Linked DNA regions of Sus scrofa: region 2 is linked to region 1. A link is a contact called in public Hi-C data. All regions are on one chromosome and are shown on one strand. Each heading gives the region's core, a stretch centred on a gene start, on an enhancer-like site or on the middle of the called end of the contact. The rest is flanking DNA. Distances are from core to core; before and after follow the strand shown. Region 1 holds the start of DMRTA1 (doublesex- and mab-3-related transcription factor A1). Region 2 holds the start of MTAP (S-methyl-5'-thioadenosine phosphorylase).

The links. Hi-C and Micro-C count contacts between places; a contact is called where the count stands out from the background.
Region 2: a contact with region 1 is called in a Hi-C map of brain, with 6 times the contacts expected there. The contact joins the promoter of MTAP here to the promoter of DMRTA1 in region 1. A contact is called at or near these places in 8 of 47 Hi-C or Micro-C datasets (adipocytes, brain, embryonic fibroblasts and 4 more).

The regions. Positions count from the first base shown.
Region 1 is chr1:200,413,295-200,418,014 of Sscrofa11.1, forward strand. DMRTA1 (doublesex- and mab-3-related transcription factor A1) reads right to left here and starts at 1,610. Exons shown (of 2, transcript XM_003121880.4): 1 at 100-1,610. The coding sequence starts at 745.
Region 2 is chr1:200,931,035-200,935,777 of Sscrofa11.1, forward strand. MTAP (S-methyl-5'-thioadenosine phosphorylase) reads right to left here and starts at 3,355. Exons shown (of 8, transcript XM_003121879.4): 1 at 2,940-3,355. The coding sequence starts at 3,212.

The DNA of each region.
Region 1 (4,720 bases), core at 360-2,859:
TTTTGCCGGCCTCCAGGGCATGGCTGCTTATTTCAAACACTTTTTCCCTCCAAAACAACCATTTTTCTTTTTCAAAGAGCAAATGTAAGACCTACTCACCTTGTTTTCCTTCTGTATAATCCTGCTGAAAAATCTTGCAAGCAGGGGTCGCCAGACCACTAGCCTGTCTCAAGGCACTCAGTCCCAGGGCAGTCACCACCGCAGAGCTGCTCGCAGTTTGGAGATTCTCCGTTCTCCTGCTGCCTCCAGATGTCTGACCCCCGGGCCCCGAGGGTCCAGAGTACAGAAGCCTTTGGAGTCCCTGGGCCTCACTCTCCTCCTGGGCCTGCTGCCTGCGCAGCGCCACCTGTGCAGCCATGACTCGCTGGCGCTCAGCGATCAGGGTGCACTTAGCACACGCGCAGTCCCGCCAGCGGCAGAAACGCTTGTGCCCCTTGAGGGCCGACACGACACCGTGGTTGCGACAACGCGCACACTTGGGTGTGCGTGGGTAGCTGCAGGCCACGGCGCCCACCCCCCTTTCCAGTCCAGCAGCTTGTGGGCAGCCTCCACTTCCCGAGGTGGCGGCTGTTGCTGCCCGCAGAAAGAGGCTGGGTGGCCGCAAGAAAGTTGGAGGAAGGGGTATCCCCGGGGGAACTGGTAACATCGGAGACTGTGGATGAGGTGCCGCTGCCACCAGCCCCGGGGCCAGGCTGGGTCGGCCGCTGCTGCTGAGGTCTCTGCTGCCACACTGTGACTGCTCCATTTCTAAGAAAAGTCTGGCGAGGGGTCGCAACAGAAGAGTGCGTATCCACAGCTAACTCTGCCGGAATGCGGGGCCAGCGAGAACGGGCCTTGGTCCCGCTTCCTCCCACCTACACACCAAGAGACTACAATGCCCGCGGTGAGTTTCGGACAACCGCTTACAGAGCTAGAGACTTTCAGAGGCGCAGATATCCACTGAGGCTCTTAGAGTCCCGGGGCACTAAGTTAATGCCCCCATATTCCGAGGGCCTTCGGAGCAGGTGAAAGCGAGACTGCAGAGACTACCCCGACAACCGGATCTACTGGCCCGGGGCTGAAGCCTGGGGAGGGCGGGCCAAGGGCGGAGAGTGAGGACCAGACCATCTGGAAGGAGGGGCAGTGGGAGTTACAATAAACTGTCTGGATGGGCTGTAAATACACACACACACACACACACACACACACACACACACACGAAAAATGCCCTTTTCTCCCACTGGCTTCCCCATGAATTCCTCAATTATATTTTTGGTAAGATAATCTTCACTCCCTCCCCCAAGTCTCTTACTGTTCTTCTTAAACTAAGAAACATTTGAAATCCCCCTTTCCTGATTCCTTGCTTCTCCTAGGAAAGTAGGAAGATTTGGAGTTCTTTTCTTTCCTTTACCCGCATGAAGTCTTTAGGATGGTGCATATTAGTGAGAAAGCATAGTTTAACTACCTAAAAATGTTACCCACCTGAAATCTGCCTTATTTTAAATGGGTATTAGGGCTGTGTCAAAACAGTGGATAAATAATTATGGGAACTGATTCACGTTCAGAATCTTCTCACTCGACCTGTTTATTACAGATGCAAATTTGGATTCTATATATCACTATAGTTTGAAACATTATTGCCCAAAAAAGGCTTTATGAATTTATCTGTAATTATTTATAGGTAGCAATTTATTAAAAACTGTTTCAAAAATACTTCATGTTTGTATTGTAAAGTATTGGGGAGGGCTGTCTAGACCATTCTTAAAACATACTACATTAAATGTACTCCTGAAATATACATTCCTTTAATTGTAGGAAAAGATTATACTCTTAAAAGACCACTCGAGGCAGAAAATACCCGAGTGTTTGTTCTTAACGGAAAGGAGAGTCAGGCCTCTATCAGTTTTTCGAGATAATATTCAACTGTCTCGACAGGCCTAATCCAACATTCTAGTTCTAGGATGGCAAGCAATGATGACATTTTTACCATTCCACCTACTGATGTCCAAGACAGACACTGCTAATCAATCTAGGCTTTTTCCTGCCTGCTCACTTCACATCATCACATCCTTGCATACTGATATTGTGACATTCTATAATAGATGTTTCTCATCCTTCCTAAGCATTGGAACTACCTAGAGAACTTTTAAAAGTTAAATACTTCAAACCAAGTATTCAGATTCTTTTGGCTCTGAGTTCTTTTAAACTCTCAAGGTGAAGATTACATATATCCAAGATTTAGTACTGCCACTCTAGGAATTCCTTACCTCTGCAGATTCTCTAGTACCCAAACTTTCTCACATCATTATATCTTTGCTCAAGACATTCTTACCTAAAATCTAGTTATTCTCTAACTGTGGAACTCATATCCAATGTATAATAAATTAGTTTTCAGCGCTATATTGATCATTAGAATACAGTTAATTACCTAGTGAGAAAACAAATTCTTTTTCTTTTATTTTTAAAGACGTAGTTACATAAAGGAGAAGTATGTATGACATTATAATTTGTTAAGCCTTAATAATTATTCTTTAAAAAAAATAAAGCCCCAGCAAGTAAAAGTGTTTACATGGAATTTAACACTATTTTTCTGTTTTTATTTGATTTTCAAAGTGACCTTGCAATTATGGCAACTGATATTGGCTTTCATCCAAAAAAGTGAAAATAATTCTTTATTATAATTAAATTATATCCTGATTTACAATGTTGTACCAACTTCTGCTGTACAGCAAAGTGACTCAGCCATATATATATATATATATATATATATATATACACACACACACAAACGTATATATTCATATATACATACACACACACACACACACACACACACACACACACACACTCCCCGGTCTTATATTATCTTTCATCATGGTCTGTCCCAAGAGACTAGAATATAGTTCCCTGTGCTATAGAGTATGACCTCACTGCTTATCCATTCTAAGTGTAACAGTAAAATAATTATTAAAGTAACTATTTATCTAAAATGTGTGTCTATGGAAATTAAAAATGATAAAATATGCGAAAGACTGAAAACAAACTTTGCTGATAAAAATTTAAAATGAGAAAAATAAACTGAGCGATATAACATTTCCATGTGTGAGAAGACTCAACACTGTTAAGAAGACAGTTCTTCTATATTGATTTATAGATCTATCCAACCTCAATCAAAATTACAGCCAGTTTTGTTTGGTATTGTCAAATCCTCCATAAAATTCATTTGAAAATTCAAAGAAAGAAACTGGAATAACCAAAACATCTTTAAAAAATGATAAAGTTGCTGAGCTAAAAATATTTTAAGAATTATTATGAAGTTATAATAATCAAACTGTGCATTATTGGTAAAAAGATAGAAAAATCAACCAACATGACAGAATAAACAGTTTAGATATAGATTGACCCATAAAGAGACAACAAATTCTAGACAAAGGGGCAGAGACAATTCAGTGGAGAAAGGATAATTTTTTCCCAAGAAATTTTGCTGGAACAATTGAAAATATGTATGAAAAAAAAAACTTTGACCCATATTTCATGCAACTTACAAAAACTGACTCAAAATGGATCACAGACCTAAATAGAAGTCATAAAATCATACAGCACCAGAAAACACCTTGCAACTGTGAGTTATGCAAAGACTTCTTAGTACAAAGTATGATCCATAAAAAGAGCAAGTTGATAAATTGTACTTCATCAAAATTAAATACTTTTCTTCTTCAAAAGACACTATCAAGAGTCTGAAAAAAACAGTTGTAATGTGTATATCTGACAAAAGATGTATCACAATATATAAAGAAATTTCAAAATTCATTAAGAACAAAATAAATATTTTAAATGATTTGATCAAACTAACATGTCACCAGGGAAGATACACGGATGACAAGCAGGCACAACAAAAAATGCTAAACATCATTAATCACCAGGAAAATCAAACTTACCATGAAATACCACTATACATCTATTAAAATGGCTAAAATTTGAAAGGTTGACCATATCAAGTATCTGCAAGAATGTGGAGTAGCTAAGACTTTCAAACACAGCTGGAATGTAAAAACGGTATAATAACTATGCAAAGCAACTGAGAATTTCTTTAAAAACTATACATGCGCCTGTCATACATTCCAGACATTCCCTTCTACTCCTAGGTATCAACCAATGGGAAATTAAGCAAATGTCCACCAAAGACACAAAATCTCATAGTAGCTTTATTCATATATCAGCTGGAAAAACCCTAATGTCCATCAACAGTTGGTTAATCATCTATAATAGACTAATACTTGTCAACAAACAAAAGTACACTGATATATGCTATGACATGAATGAATCTAAAAAATAATTACTCTGAGAGAAACAAGACAAAAATGAGTATATTCTATATGCTGTAATTTATATAAGATCCTAGAAATCTATGGTGACAGGAAGGACATCAGCAGTTCCTAGGAACAGGTTGTAGAAGGACAGTGAAAGATGGTCAAGAGGAATTACAAAGGATCAAAGAAAATATGTTGGAGATGATGAATATGTTAGTTATTTTCCTGTGGTAATGATTTTACTTGTGTATACATATGTCAAACCCTACCAATTGTTATATTAAATGTGTGCAGTGCAGTTTATTATATACCAATTACACTTTCATAAGGCTGTTATTAAAAATAAACACTCCTTGTTACCTCTGGAAGAAGGAGGCATAGAATAACAGGAAAGCATTCTAAGCAAAGATAATCCTTACCTTAGTACCCAA
Region 2 (4,743 bases), core at 2,105-4,604, 520 kb after region 1:
CTATGTCCTGCAGTACTCAGAACAGTCCTATTAAGGGAGGAATTGTCCTGCCTCAAATGGCATTGTCTCTAGGGGAAAAAAACAAAAACATAAAATGAAGGTTGTTTGGTTGCCAACTGGGGCCTGTGGGTTGTCCTCCGGTTTCTGAAGGTCACTTAAGGACTTTCAGTGTGAAGGCCTTTGCCAGCCACCCTCAGCAGGTGAAAAGGAGAGCTTCCAAGACTTGGTTTCAGAATCTGAACTCCATGATTTGCCTGTCCCCCTCCTCTTTGTTTATAGTCCATTACCCACCTACTGTGGGACCATATCCCTCCCTGTCATTAGCAATCATGTAAATAAGACTTATTTTTAATCCCTTGGAGGAAAAGGTGGGCACCTGCCTAGAGGAGCCACAGCCCATTAAAGAAGCCCTCCAGAATGCCAAAGACTGTTTCAGCCCTCTGCATGGTCAAGAATACCACCTCCCCATGGCTGCTGCTGGAGGATGATGTCTTCCCAAGGTCCTCCCAGGCAATGGCTTTTACTAATACTGTGGGAGAGTGTCCAGTGGGCACTGGGAGGCAGCTTGCTTTATGCACACACTCCATACTCCCTCTCGCTTAAGGATGCATGACCTCTTTTGCAACAGAATAAAATGGCACAGGGACCACATGTTGGATATCAGAAATGACGCACAACATCTAGTTGGTGGAATGCCAGGCTCTAGACCAAGTCTCTCACTGTCTAGGTTCAACTGAATAATCCTGGACTTCTTAGGTCTTATCTGAGACTCGGGTTTATCTCCACAAAGAGAGGTTTATGTGGATATATGGTCCTAAGGAATGTTCCAGCTGTATATTCTATGATCTGGGGATAGGATATGATTTTCATTAACTTATTTTGCTCTGAACACTAGCATCTCATGTTTTCTCTCTAGGATGTTGCCTCAGCAGTCTGGGAGAGATGGTGTTGGAGTCATGGATTTGCAGCAACAAAGTTGTCACCTTTCTAATAACCTCAGAGAAATCAGCAGGCAGGCCTAGCACTATTTGAACCTATTAATTTTATATTCTTGGAGTTCCCTCTTGGCTCAGCGGAAATGAATCTGACTAGTATCCATGAGGATGCAGGTTGGATCCCTGGCCTCGATCAGTGGGTTAAGGATCCCGCATTGCTGAGAGCTATGGTGTAGGTCACAGATGCGGCTTGGATCTGGCATTGCTGTGGCTGTGGCATAAGCCAGAGGCTACAGCTCTGATTCAGCCCATAGCCTGGGAACCTCCGTATGCCCTGGGTGCGGCCCTAAAAAGACAAAAAAAAAAAAGTTATATTCAGCAGCTTGCCAAGAATAAAATACACACAATTCAGTATTTACATCTGGGCTCTAATCACAGTTCCCATTCTGCACTTAAATGCACTGCACTAATTTTACAAGAGAAACTGTGTGGCAGGCAGAAAGCCAAACCAAATTAAAGTGACACTTTTAAATACCACTCCTCTCTATTTTTAATGTAACTTTAAGTGTATTCCTGGAAGAGAAAGGTAATAGTTTCCTGCTTGCCCACTGAAAGCTGTGGCCTACCATAATAATTTAATTGCTGGAGAGAAGATATTCAAGATTAATCTCAGCTCCCCCACCTATAACACTACCATTTAATGTTTCATCCATGCCCTAGACAGACAATAGGATTCTAATGTCCCAGCAAACTCTGCAGTAAATTTCCGATTTTATAGACAGGCACCTAAAGAACTCACTTTTGCAAAAGAGCCTCATAAAAATTCTGCTTTTTTCTCCATGACTGATAAGCATTCTACAAATATTTGTCTAATGCAAGATTATTTGCAAAATGGCAAAAGGAATTTAGTATCTAAGTGTGACTGCAGTTCTCCTCATCCCACCCCCTCCCATAAGTGTCTCACCAGGAGCCTACTAATCACCACTGGCTGACCACACCCTGACCACAGATTTCCTTCTCTAGGGAGACCTGAATACAGATGCGGCAGAATCAAGAGAAGTATGTGAAGGCGATGGACCTTCCTAGCCCATCGGCCAAGAATTTCTAAAGCCAAACAAGTTAACTGAGTACTTAACCAATGATAAACAGCCAAGAAGAGACCTTAAGTTTTATTATCAATTTATGTTTGTGTACTGTAATTCTCTCTCTTCCCAAGGCACCAACCTGGAAGAAGTGTTTAAAAGCCCCAGGAAAACTCGCTGCAATCTTCGGAACTCGCGCCCTCCGCCGGCAAAGCTCCCTCCACACAATGATCCCTTACACGGAGATCTCAGAGCCGAGGCACAAGGAAACTGATCTCTAACTTTCAAGGTTGCCAACAAAGCAATTCAAAGCCAGGGCCCTCCCAACAGGGAGTGGCCCAGTACCAGTACTTCCGTACTCTCTTTTCAGTATCGTAAAAAAGTATCAGAGTCCCCATAGCATTGCACAGCGGGGTGGGAGGTGGAAGTCGTGGGGACTTCTGAACTGAGGTCTACGTTTAGAAGAAGAAGGGAAAAAAAAAAAAAAAAAAAAAAAGCCGGAAGCTTACAAAAGAGCAAGCACGCAGCTCTCCCACGTGGGCTTCGGGCAAAGGGCCAGGTTAGAGCGGAAGTGTTGAGCCTGGGCAGGGCACCAGGAAGTCCCGGCAGTTGCAGGCACTCACCCACCTGGCACACCCGCAAGCCTTAGGCAGACAAATCTGCCCGAAAAGGAGTGGTGTTTGGGCGGGGATGGACGCAGTGCCCGCCTGCTGCCCCTCTTGGAAGGGGCTGCCCACGCCCTGCGCGCTGTGGGTGCAGAGATCAAAGGTTGGGGGACGCCTTTGCAATTATTTCCTCTCCCCGGCTCCCCGCCCCTGGGTTAACGGGCCCCAGAACCTCCCCGCCGCGGCGGGGGCGCACGGTTTACAGGCACGGTTACCCAGGATGGGAGGACTCCAGCCCCTGGGCCGGCTAATCTCACCTTCACGGCTGCAGCAGCGGCACTTAAGGCCATGTCTGTGCGAGGAAGAAGCAGTAGCCTTGCGGGGATTGCAGGAGCGGAGCGGGTTCCGGAGCTCAGCGCGGGACTGAGCAGCGAGGGCCCGGGGGCGGCTCTGGCTCCTCCTCTTCCTTCCCGGGACAGCTGGATTGGCTGCTGATGTGGGCTCTCCCCCGCCACCCCCCTCCTCATTTGGAGATTCCCGCGTCCAGCCCCTTTTGCAGACCTTTCCGGTTTTCCGTTGTTTTTTTCCATCCCCAATTTTAACTAATAGGCTCATGATAGTGATAATAATGGAGACCTCTTACTGAGCGCTCATGCTGTCCAGACACTGCGCTTTGCACTTTAATCAGCGCCGTTAACTTTCACAAGAACCCTACAAGTAGCACTCCCGGCTCCGTGTAGTATCAGCTGCCTGCTAATCTCTATAAAACCAGGCCCATCTGCATTCCACGAGTTCTGCAGGAAAGAAAAACCGTGGAGGGGAGGGAACAGGCTGTTTCTGAATATCACCTCCAGTTGCTAACGCGGGGCAGGGTGCAGTTGGCTCTTACCACCGGGACCCAAGTGGGTGTTTGCTCCTTTCCCTTAATTTGTAGGGGATAGAGCAGGGGTGGGCTTGACCCAAGACTTAGGGATGACGAAAAGAAACAGAGTCAGTGCTACTTACTGGGTAACCTTTTCGACCTACAAACTCTTTGAGGGGAGGCTTTTAAGGGGATGAAACCTTCCAAACTCCCAACCTGGTCCACAGCACCAGGGCTATACTTAACCTTCCCCACCCTGGGCAAAGTCCAGTATACCTACGTTCAGAATCCAGACTCAGGTCTTCATCACTGATCACTGGGTGGTCAACCCCCGCCCCAGGACCCACACACCTTACACTGACCCTCCACTGGCGTAATCCCTTACTCTCAGAACTCCCTGGATGGATTAAATTCTACTAAGCAAAATGCTGAGTGACAGTAGTGTACTGAGATACGGAAATATTGCAAATTACTCTGGGAATGGGAAGGTGGCTGTGAAGGAATGGACTTTCCTCTTTCCCTGGAGCAGCAAAACACTGAAACAAGACACAAGTATGTTTTCATTTAAAACATCACTGTTTGGGTGCGGCACGATGTACTGTTTCCTTAAGCAAAGACTTTGATTATTCTAGATTTAAATTTTCTTGCAACGTAAAGTTTTTTTTTTCTATTTCTTTTAAGCTATAAAATGAAATGGAGAAGAATTAAAGAAGAAGATTGGAAAGAGCAGGAGGCTGGGGATTCTTCATGAATGTAGTTTCTGAGAAACCTGACTGCTGATGGCCTTATTTTTGAGAGCCCACCACCGGGGGGTGAGGGGGGGAAACAATAGCAGGGACACAGATGCCTTGGGTGTTATGGCTGCTTCACAATTAGAGGATCTTGACCAAGTTATGTGCTTTGATGTGACCAGCAAGTCCAGTTTCTACTCAATACCACTTCCCTGCCAAAAGTTAGACTCTGTAAATTAGCTAAATCTTTAAGCATTAGAAGATCCTTTAGACAGGAAAGGGGTTGGAAACATACAAGGGTTAAAAACAAAATTCAACTGAGTAAATGTGAATGTCTGATAGGCTTTATTAGGCACGTCCTGAATCTAGTTGCTAGCATACCAGCTAGCAACCAGAAGGGCTCTGGAAGGGTTTTACACAGGAAGTGTTTTTTCATAGGATAGGGCAAGGGAGCTATTAGCAAAAAGAAAAGAAATGTTTGTGTTCAGGCAGGGATAATATCTTTTTGGAGGGAAGGAGGGAGCAAGG